3 separate regions of the Mus musculus genome follow, and all the other regions are linked to region 3. A link is a contact called in public Hi-C data. All regions are on one chromosome and are shown on one strand. Each heading gives the region's core, a stretch centred on a gene start, on an enhancer-like site or on the middle of the called end of the contact. The rest is flanking DNA. Distances are from core to core; before and after follow the strand shown.

Region 1 (3,459 bases), core at 556-3,055, 180 kb before region 3:
CAGAGTCTGGAGCCTTTTCCAGTCTAGCTTTTATCACTAAACAATAATGTAACCTCTGCCCACCCTCCTTCCCTCCTTCCCTTCTCACCCACCCTCTATCCTTCTGTCCCTCCATCCCTTCCTCCCTTCCTCTCTCCCTTCCTTTCCCTTTTCCTTTCAGGCATACCCAGCACACACCCTCCAACAGCCACAAACACAACCTTTCCACATAGTTTTCATTTTATAGCTTATTTATTTACTGCTAAATAATATTTCACTCACTGGGCATATCATGGTTTATTTCACCCGTGGGAAGACATCTTGGTTGTTTCCAAGGTCAGGCAATAATTATGGACACTTCTGCTGTAAACAGGTGGACACAGATATCGCTGTTCTAAACACCAAATAATGTGGGTTTGGGGACTCTGAGAGAACTATGTTTACTATTTGGGAAACCACCAGGCTGCCTTTCGTTAATTCAGCTGCCACTACCAACTTGGATTTCCTGCTGCTCAAGTCCCTCCACCTTCTGCAGCTGTGGGCGCTCTAGGTCTTAATCTTCACGCTCGTCCATTTCCAGTCCTCTAGAACACACTCACTGATGGGACTGACTGCCGGTCTGTCTTCCAGGTCAGTTCTTCTTTTCTGTCTCACAGTTTTGCTGGGGTTTATTCTGGCTTCATCACTGGCATTTGCATTCCAGACAGTTTAGAGCCCTTTCCTCAGCTCCTGGCATCTCTGGGCCTCAAGCACCTCCCACTTTTCTACCCCTACCCATCCTGAGTGTAACCCTTGATGGCCCGGAACTTTCTGTATAGATCAGGCTGGCCTGTAACTCAGAGGTCCTTCTGCCTCTGCCTCTCTAGTGCTGGGATCGCAGACCCGCACCACCTCCCACTCCTCTGCCCTGTGCCCAGGGTGTGTCCATGCCAGACCAGCTTCAAGGCCTCCTAGTAGATGGTGGATCTTGCTTTCCCTGTGTTGTGTTCTGCGTTTGCTTCTTTTTGGTTTTCTAAAGATGTGCAAGGTGATGCCAATGACAGAGAAGGTTCTAGGTCCTAGTTCCAGCTCCAGCACAGAGAACACATATCAAAGAAAGGGAAACCCTTGCCTGGTAGGTTGGAGAATGTCACACATCTACTGCCCACCCTCCCACAAATCCCAGCATTCTGGAGGTGGAAGCAAGCATATCTCTGTGAGTTTGAGGCCAGCCTGGTCTATAAGTGAGACCCTGTCTCAAAATGCAGGCAAATGAGAGAAAGATAAAAAATAAAATTAAGCCAGGCGGTGGTGGCGCACGCCTTTAATCCCAGCACTTGGGAGGCAGAGGCAGGCCGATTTCTGAGTTCCAGGCCAGCCTGGTCTACAGAGTGAGTTTCAGGACAGCCAGGGAGGGCTATACAGAGAAACCCTGTCTTGAAAAACAAAAAAACAAAAACAAAACCAAAACTAGTTCTGGGGATGTGGCTCAGTGGGAGAGCGCTTACCTAGCAAGGCCCTGGCTTCCACTGCAAAAGAATACCAAATAAATAAAATAAATAGAAATAAACCAATTAATTAATTTGTCGCCTGTCCCTCAGCTCTGCTAGCTATGGCTCTGACTCGTCACATTTGTCCTCTGGGAGTGAAGTAAGTCTCCGAGCTTCAGGCCACTGGAGCTCTACACTGCTGGAGTGAGTTTTTCCATAGGACTGAGCCTGCGGTTCGCTCCTCTGAGTGTGTCTTTCTGCCCTTTGTGTGTTTCTAGCTCTTTCCGGGCCCATTCCCTCCTCATTTGGCTCCGGTTTCGCCTCCCTGGCAGTTCTCCTGGGCTAAATCTGTTCGTATCTCAGCGAGCGAGCGAGCGAGCGCTGGAGGCTTCTTGGGGGTTTGTGTTTCCCTAGGGAATGTGAATGACTTTGCACTTCTCACAGTGAGTGCGTGAGAAGGAGGTTGACCACCCCACACCCCCACTCCCTCCACCCCACCCACCCCCGTATGCCAGGCTACTGTTTAGCTTGCCTGCTTGACTCCTTCCTCCCTCCTTCTCTTTATTCTTCTTGGCTTTTTCTTCTCTTTTCTTCTTTGAGATGAGGTCTCTCTGGCTATGTAGCCCAGGCTGGCTCCTTCCTGTCTCCTAAATCCTGAGATTACTGGTGTGGACCCTCCCTTTGGCTTACTTCTTATCCTTGGGTATGAGAGGGGTACCTTCTGAACTCTCCTTTATTCACAAATGGGTGATGGCTTCCTTCTCCTCCTCCTCCTCCTCGCCTGCGTCCCTTCATTTCTTTCTCCTTCTAAGTCTGGCTCAAGGACTTAGCTTCTTTCAGAGTCCTGCCTTTTCTGGATTTGTTTCCATTCCATACTGATACTTGCAGGTATGCTCTCTCCTTCTCATCTCCTGGGGGTTGAATGTGGGAGAAGGCTTGCTCCCTGCCACCCAAGGCAGTCTGTAGTCCTGTCTTAACGGAAATTCACGATGTGCAACTCCGGTTCCCAGCATGTTTCAGTCCACCCCAGCTGCAAGTTTACTCTCTCCTTCAGGGCACCAACAGGGCAGCCCCCAATGCCACGAATCTCAGCCCTGGGCATGGTGGATGCTGCGTGGATGGGTGATGGATGATCAGGTTGGTCTGGAACCTGGACAGGGCAATGTGGAGGTGTGGGTGCAGTGGAGAGTGGGGTGTGTGGGGTGTGTGTGCTGCTGCAGGGCAGTGCCATTCCTCGATCCTTCCTGGCTGCCCCCAGTGACTAGGGGATTTGTAGAAACCTCTGTGTGGTCTAGAAGTGACCGTGGCCAGTTTCCCAGCAGCTTGAGACCTGCCGTACCTTCTGTGTTATGAGCATTGTGTTTGTGTGTGAGAGGTGGCTAGGCAGGGCACCAGGCTTGTCCTAGGAGCTCCATCCTCTGCTAAGGATAGACTCAAGTAAAGAGAAAGGATGAGTGGGAGAGTGGCCAGGACTCAGAAGCAGGAGGAAAGTTAGAACTTCAGCTATTTATCCAGTCACCCCATGTCTGTGATCAGCTCAGCACTGCACTAGGACCGAGGCAGACTCCCCTCCCCATCCTGGCCTCTGAACCTTTGTCCCACAGGCACTGTGGATGAACAGTGGGTGGCATGGGGTTCTTCTGTCCTGTGAGAGAGTCTCCTGTGTGATCTTGAGAAAGTCACTCTGCCAAATGGTGCTTCATTTTACCCACCAATAAAACAAGGCTAAAAATCCACGTGGGGCTGGTAGGGGTGGGGGTGGGGTTCCTAGGCCCTTGTCTAGATTGTGTCTGGCAGTCAAACCCTAGGACACGCAAGACATGTTTGCTGCTATCAAGTCCTTATAGAACACTTGGAAGGCAGAGAGTGTGACAGGATAAGACACAGGACGGGAAGATGTGGGGCTGCTGCATCTGAGTTGCTTTTAAGAGGTGCCGGGGTCAGTCAGCTTGCCTGGTGGCTCCAGAGCCCTGGGCAGGTCTTGCTGCATATCTAAGCAGCTAGAGCCCAG
Region 2 (3,364 bases), core at 26-2,525, 140 kb before region 3:
TGTCAGTTCAACTGGCTGAGGCCTCCAGAGAACTCCAAGAAGTGCTTGCCAAGGCTCTGCTGCCAGCCTGGTGTGTGAGGAGAAGCTCCCTGCAGGGCCTGCTGGTCTGCTCTGGACCCAGCCCCCAGCTCTGTTCCTTCCAATTGGCCAGTGTGCGGCTTTCACCCCTGCCCATTGTCTCCTATTGGTGCATTTACCGGGGACCAGACTCTGATATTTTCTATTCTCCCTGCAAACTGAAATTACCTGCTATAGGAAAAGGTACCTGCATGCATGTCCAAGGCTCTGGCTCTTTGTGGGGCCCAACTCAGGACCAGAGTCCAACTCGGGGCCAGCCTGCAGCTGGCTCTCTTCTGGGAAACTACAGGTTCTTCTGGCTATTTGTGGAGTCCTGTTTGGAGACTTCCCACAGGACAAATGGGTTTCTCTAGATCCTGCCAACTCTGCTAAGAGACAGTGCAGGGTAGTAGCCAGAACAAAGGCTCTGTGCCACACTGCCTGTGGCTGTGTGATGTTAGACCCAAGCTTCTCATGCCTCAGTTTCTTCTTTAGGGCTGTTGTGCCGATGAGCTGCATGTGTAAAGAAACTGGAAAAGAGCTTGATACAAAGAGTGTGCACACCGTGTGGTGCAGAACAGGGGATGGGGTGCGCTTATGTTCTTATAGCACTCATGAGATGGCCTGGGTTACACAGTGAGTTGAAGCCTCTGTATTACATAGTGATACTCTTCTTAACCAAACTAGACTAAACCAGACCAGACCAGGCCAGGCCAGGCTAGACCAGACCAGACCAGACCAGGCATTACATAGTGATACACTTCTTAACCAGACCAGACCAGACCAGACCAGATCAGACCAGATCAGACCAGACCAGACCAGACCAGACCAGACCAGACCAGACCAGACCAGACCAGACCAGACCATGCTAGCAAATCTCTCCATGCTAGCAAATGCAAAGTTTGTTAGCCGGCTTTGTGAGGCAAAGGTTACACTGCCCTCCACCTCCTGCCTATTTCAGTCTCTTCCCACCCTTATTGCAGAAATCTCAGCTTCACCATCTGCTGGGGTGTCGAACGGAATCACAATCCCCAGGCTCAGCCACGGCTGGGGGCTCCCCACATTCCCCTCTCTCACCGATCAAGCTCTAGACCTGAGCTTCTGTGTTTTCATGCCAAGGGCAACTTGGCCAATCCGCAGCATCCTTGTATCTCTGCCAGCACTAGGCATCTGTCTCTGGCCTCTTTCCTTGTTTCTGCTTGTGGCTCTGCCAGATTCCCACCCTGCTCCTGCTGAGCACGCAGAATCACAGCTTCCTGCTCTGGCTTTCAGGGATGCTCAGGGCTCTCCTTGTAGGAGTAACGCTTTTTTACCTGAAACCCGGGGAAAGAGGAAACGATAGCTCTGATGTGTGGCGCCAAACCCATGGCAGGTGCTTTGCACTCTACTATTTCAATCCTTCCACAAACCTAAAGAAGGAGTATATTGATTCCTATTTAACCCATGGATTCACTTTCTGTGGTTTTGTCAATCAGTGGCCAGATATAATAAAAGCAATAAACAGGGAATCCCAGAAATAAGTAATTCATAAGTTTTAAGTTGTGAGGCATTCTGGGTACCAAGATGGGGTCCAGTGCCCTCTGTCCCACCTCAGATGCGAATCATCGGTTTGTCTGGCATATCTGTGGTGTCTAATATCCCCTCCCATTGGTCATCCTTTACAGAGAGACCATCACAGCATACCACTCAGGAGAGAAAGAGAAAGACCAGACTCAGAAAACTGTTACTACATTCTCACCGTGCCTTAGAGAGCACACAGTATCTACAGGACCTGGGACTCTGTAGTTTTTAGGCATCCACTGGAGATCTTGATATGTATAGCCCGTGCTTAGGAGGAGGCCATCGTATTTAGATAATTTCCCCTTGGCAGTCAAGGAAAAGGATCAGAGAGGTGGACCAACATACCAAAGTTGCACAGATAGGCAGAAGTAGACAATAAACATGAATCCAGACCTCACTTTCCTTAGAGTACTTCCTTTCAAGCAGAGAGTAATGGAAAGGAGGGTGGAGCCAATGCCTTTGCAGGTCTTCCTGATTTAAACCTAGCTAAGAGGCAGGTTTATACCCATTCCCTCATATAGACCTTATGTCAGAATAGAAGGCTTGACTGTTCACCCTTCACTGGAGAAGAAACTCTCCAACCGAATGACCTGAAAAGCGTTATTTGTCTGGTGTCTCTGGCTTAACGGGTGGCTGAGATGGGATTTGAACTCACAACCACACAAGCCTCCTTTTAGGGAGCTTGATCTGCCCAGCCTCCCGTTGACCCTGTTCACCCTGCCTTCTCTCATAGTCCACAGTGCCTCTTTCTCAGTGAGACCTAGACTGAAGGAGGAGCCTATTGGGTGACCTGGAACCTGGCCTGGATGTGAAGTCAAAAGTCAAAATAAGCCAGCTTTTCCCTCAGCTGGTGATTTCTGGGACCCTCCTCTGGCTCCCTGGGATCTGAGTAAGGATGGGTCTACTGAAAGCTGAAGCCACTTCATGAAAAGCAACTTCTGAGTCCAGTCCTCCAGCCATGCCTCTGAGGACAGCAGACCAGGGGGTCCTAGCAGGGAGGGAGGTCTGGGTGCAGAAAGCCAGCAGCCTTGGGGGAGTAGAACCTTGGGGTCCAGGAAGCCATGGGCTTCCTTTTGTCTTATTGAGAGTCTTTATAAGATGACTTTTGACTCAGTGTTGAGAGTTTGTTTCAAAACAACCATGCAGCAATGGGTTGGGAGTGAGTGAAGGCTAGCTGAGCTTTGCCCTGGCCAATGGTGTTCTCACTGGATTCCCAGGAGCCTCCCTTCCTGTCTGGACCGGCTCCCTGGGTGTGAGTAGGGAGCAGATATAAAATAATTATAAGGCATGGACCTTCAGAGTGGGAGGTGAGGCTCTGTGATGGGGCAGACGGTTGGTGAGCAAGGAAGAGTCCTGTGACAGAGGTGGAGGGCACTTGAGCTGGATCTTGAAGACTGGAGAAGATCCTGCTGTATAGACTAGAGAGGGTAAAGGTTTGAGTAGACAGGACCAAGCATAGAGTGTTAAGCATTGGGTTTCTATTGCTGTGATATAACGCCGTGACCAGAGCTTCTTGGGGAGGCAAGGCTTTATATCAGCTTTTCCCACATCCCAGCCCATCACTGGGAAGTCAGTGCAGGAACTCAAGCAGGGCAGCATTCTGGAGGTGGGGGCTGACACAGAGACCACAGGGGAATATGGGGTATTGGCTTACTCCTCATGGCTGGCTCAGCCTGCTTTCTTATACATCTGGGACTACTAGCCCCGGAGTGGCACTGCCTACATTGAGTGTGGCCCTACAGCATCA
Region 3 (3,644 bases), core at 208-2,707:
GGGGCTGTGGGGGCATCTCTGAGGTAGAAGGTGGATGGAGGGAGAGCACAGGCCCACTGGAGGGATGTGAACTTCATGGCTGGTGCTGAGACACTACAAGATCATCTCTGGAGAAGGGCACGTGCAGGGATCTGTGCCCAAAGGCTACAAAGAGTGAATAGGGAAGGCTTTCTCCATTCTGGCTTCACAGGAGAGAAAGGAGTCTCAGTTCCCAAGCATCTCTGTTCAGTGTCCTCCATTAGGGCAGACAGTAGAGATGGCCATGCTCCTGGGGCTTGTGGGGACCACCAGGAGTCCTGAGGATGGATGCCTGTGACAAAGCAGGGATTGGCTTCTCTAAAGAAGTCGTTTCTATGATGCATGTGAGACATTCACTTGTTCCCTTACTTATCCATCCACCCACCCATTACCCAATCCATCCATCCATCCATCCATCCATCCATCCATCCATCTCTCCATCTATCCATCTATCCATCCATCCATCTCTCCATCTCTCCATCCATCCATCCATCCATCCATCCATCCCTCCATCTCTCCATCCATCCATCCATCCATCCATCCATCTCTCCATCTATCCATCCATCCATCTCTCCATCCATCCATCCATCCATCCATCCATCTCTCCATCCATCCATCCATCCATCCATCCATCCATCCATCCACACATCCATCTATCCATCTATCCACCCACTCATCCATCCATCTATCCATCCACCCACCCATCATCCATCCATCCATCCATCCATCCACTCTCTTATTTAATCACTCACTCATTTATCCCTGCTCATAGGCTCCTCTGGGCCCCAGAAGTCTGTAGGACAGCAAGGCCCATTCTGTTGCTGCACAGTGCGGCAAGAGCCATGGTGGAATCCCCACTAGCCAGAGACATCAGGGTGTGGCACCTTATCTAGGGCACAGTACAGGGGCTTGAGAGGATGAGCTCTTTCATTCACTGAGTCAATTCAGCCCGGTGGATGACAGAACAAAGAACCCTAGGAGGCCAAGAATAGCTTTGGCCAGACATGGTGGCACGTTCCTGTCATCCCAGTATTCACAGGCCAAGGTAGGAAGATCATAAGTTTGAGGCCAGCCTGGACTGCATGGTGAGACCTTGTCTCAGCAAACCAAAAGACTGGGCTTACCCAATATCATATAGTCAGGCAGTAACAGAGGGGATGAAGGCTCAGTAGTGTGGAGGAACTGTCCGTGTGGACCCATCTCTCCAGGCTGGGTCCCGAGGATGGGAACCCAGCAAGAGTAGAGTGCTAACAGCCTAGAGAAGCAGCCGGTCCCCAGAACCCGGCCTCTTAGCGGCTGTGGGGTTGCTGCCCAGAAAATATTTTGGAATCGCTTGGGCGAGTTTTGCAATATTTCCTCATGAAGCAGCTGCTCAGATCCTGCCGGGCACAGCTTGCCGGCAGGAGGCATGGGGGAGGAGGGTGTCAGGGAGCCACATTATTAAACACTTGCTGTGTGCGCTCAGCAAAGCTCCTGCCTGCTAGCTCTTTGATGACTGATCCGGACGTAAGAAGGAAGAATTACTAGGCAACTTTGCTGAGCAGAGAGACCTCACATAATCCAGTCTGCGATGAAACCCAGCTCGGCACTGGAGATGTTTCTGTTCACCGAGGGCTCCAGCTCATGCCTCAGGACCCCGGCCTCACCATCCTCCTCCCTTTTGCCACCTTAGGCAGCAGCTGCACCATGTTTAAGCTCTTTCACTTCCTAGGACCTTTGTACTTGCTAGATGCTCTCCCTCTAAAGCTTCGTGTGGTTCGCTTTGTCTCCTAAGCTGTGGACTAGTTTCCCAGGTGCCAGGTTCTTTCCTTCCCAGCATCTGACTCTCCCCGACTCACCCTGCTTCCCATTTCTCTCATCTCTCTGATAAACACCTTGTCCATCTTGTCCATGTCTCTAGCCCAAGCACCCAGTTCAGCAAGTACCACGCAGTTGGTGCTCAGCGCTTGCCACTGCACCTCGGAGCATCTCCCACAACTTCCTCCCAGAGCAGCTAGTCTGACAAGAAGAGTTATATAAACTTTCTTTCACTTCTAACTACTGCCAAAGTTGCTATTTCTCCCTTGGTCCTTCTATGATTTGATTCTGCCACAGTTTCTTGCTCTGCTCTGCAGTGCCACCAGCTAGTTTGGGAGCACATCAGATGTGACATTTGATGGAATTGATGCTGCCATCCGATCTGGGTATCTGTGTCATCCTCTGGGGTGACTGGGGTTTGCAGCGCACGGCTCCTGTCAAGTCTGATGCCTTGGACAAGCCTTTGATTTGCCAGGTGTGTCGTGAGGCAGGGCTCTGCAAGAGCCTGTCATTGTCAGGACACAGAGGCAGCTTGTGGGAGCTCTGTCAAGATGGGCTTTGGCCATAGCTGTCCCCCAGAACAGCACAACGAATTTTAAGGAAGACTTTCTGTGGGCCTAGAGCAACTTGGCATTTTGATTAGATCAAAATCAAATTCAATAGAACACTGCGAGAGTTGTTTCTGTTATTAAAATGGAAGCAGACCAGACCATATTTTCAAAATAAATATCAAGGCCAATTTCCTGGACTCAGACAGGCACGCAGCTTGAGGACATCTGAGACCCTGCCATCTGGAGGTCAGGGGTCCCAGCTGGAGTTAGTGCTGCTGTGCTGGGGTGGAGAGTCGAATGGAGAATGATCCCGGTTCAAGCTAGGTTTCTTCTGTATTTTGCTTTGAGGTAGAATTTCACTATGTAGCCCAGGCTGGCCTCAAACTTGTCATTTTCCTGTCTCCACCACCTGGATTGGGATGGCAGGTATGTGGCTATGTTCCCAGCAGGCTTCTGTATTTAAAATGGGCTGCCTGTGCCCTTGGGGCCCACTGGTCGCAGAGCCAGTTCAGAGTGGCTCCTGCCTGCTGCAGTCTGCTTGGTCATAGACTGGGAGGACATTGCTGTGTCTAGGGCCAATCTCCCTGACCCATCTTTTTGAGATACAAGCCTGACTCCATTTTCCCAGCTCAGAGCCAGGCCCCTCCCCACCTGGGGCATGGGTGGCATCCCCCAGGGGCCTCTTCCCATGGCTCCTGCCTGCTGCTCACTCTTTGACCTCCAGGCTAGCTTGTTCATTCCACTCTCTTCCCACCAGAGTGTTGATATTACCAGCACAGGAGCCTGCTGTCGTTCAGTGGTCGTTGTGTATCCCCCATACAACAGTGAGTCCCCCACAAGGTAGTGCCATGCGTCCACACAGTAGGTCCCCATGAAATTCTGATATCAATTTGGTCCCTATGAGGTCATCAGCATTCTTTCTGTCTTGTAGCAAAGGAACTGGCTCTTGGGACTGTCACTTGGCCCAGGTTACAGGCCTGCTCAACTCTATTCATGCCGATGCTTTTCTGTTTGTCTGATTTTTGATCCAAGGCAGTAGTATTCCAGTCATGCCCGTTGCTAAGAAACACTTGGGGACTCTCATTAAAATATAGGTTGCTGCAAGGCAGGGTAACCCATGCCTGTAAGCCAAGCACAGATGAGAGGCAGAAGGATTACAAGTTTGAGGGCATTCTGGGTGACATAGTTGAGATGTGTGGGATCCAGGCTTGTAAAGTATGATGGCGTGTCTTATTACAGACTCCTAAAGCCTTAAGGATAGGATGAGTGGTCCTCTGA

The links. Hi-C and Micro-C count contacts between places; a contact is called where the count stands out from the background.
Region 1: a Hi-C map of cerebral cortex shows a contact between it and region 3, with 2.2 times the contacts expected there. The contact joins two enhancer-like sites. A contact is called at or near these places in 5 of 484 Hi-C or Micro-C datasets (the G1E-ER4 cell line, cerebral cortex, cortical neurons and 2 more) and 1 of 115 datasets of contacts at active chromatin or transcription factors (cardiomyocytes).
Region 2: a Hi-C map of forebrain shows a contact between it and region 3, with 2.1 times the contacts expected there. The contact joins two enhancer-like sites. A contact is called at or near these places in 4 of 484 Hi-C or Micro-C datasets (forebrain, muscle stem cells, nephron progenitors and 1 more) and 3 of 115 datasets of contacts at active chromatin or transcription factors (SST interneurons, craniofacial prominence and stem cell-derived neural progenitor cells).

Annotation. Positions count from the first base shown.
Region 1 is chr7:126,065,272-126,068,730 of GRCm38.p6, reverse strand. The region is part of intron 1 of Gsg1l (GSG1-like); the gene reads left to right. Among named protein-coding and RNA genes, the nearest start is that of Gsg1l, 15 kb to the left of the region's middle. Within about 2 kb of position 1,805, at least 24 of the 459 cell types and tissues checked have an H3K27ac peak or open chromatin away from gene starts, as enhancers often do. A contact at or near this core is called in cerebral cortex and cortical neurons, where this site is marked.
Region 2 is chr7:126,029,627-126,032,990 of GRCm38.p6, reverse strand. All of the region lies in intron 1 of Gsg1l (GSG1-like), which reads left to right. Among named protein-coding and RNA genes, the nearest start is that of Gsg1l, 51 kb to the left of the region's middle. Within about 2 kb of position 1,275, at least 45 of the 459 cell types and tissues checked have an H3K27ac peak or open chromatin away from gene starts, as enhancers often do. A contact at or near this core is called in forebrain and muscle stem cells, where this site is marked.
Region 3 is chr7:125,886,289-125,889,932 of GRCm38.p6, reverse strand. The region is part of intron 6 of Gsg1l (GSG1-like); the gene reads left to right. Among named protein-coding and RNA genes, the nearest start is that of Gm51456, 65 kb to the left of the region's middle. Within about 2 kb of position 1,457, at least 15 of the 459 cell types and tissues checked have an H3K27ac peak or open chromatin away from gene starts, as enhancers often do. A contact at or near this core is called in cerebral cortex, cortical neurons, forebrain and 1 more, where this site is marked.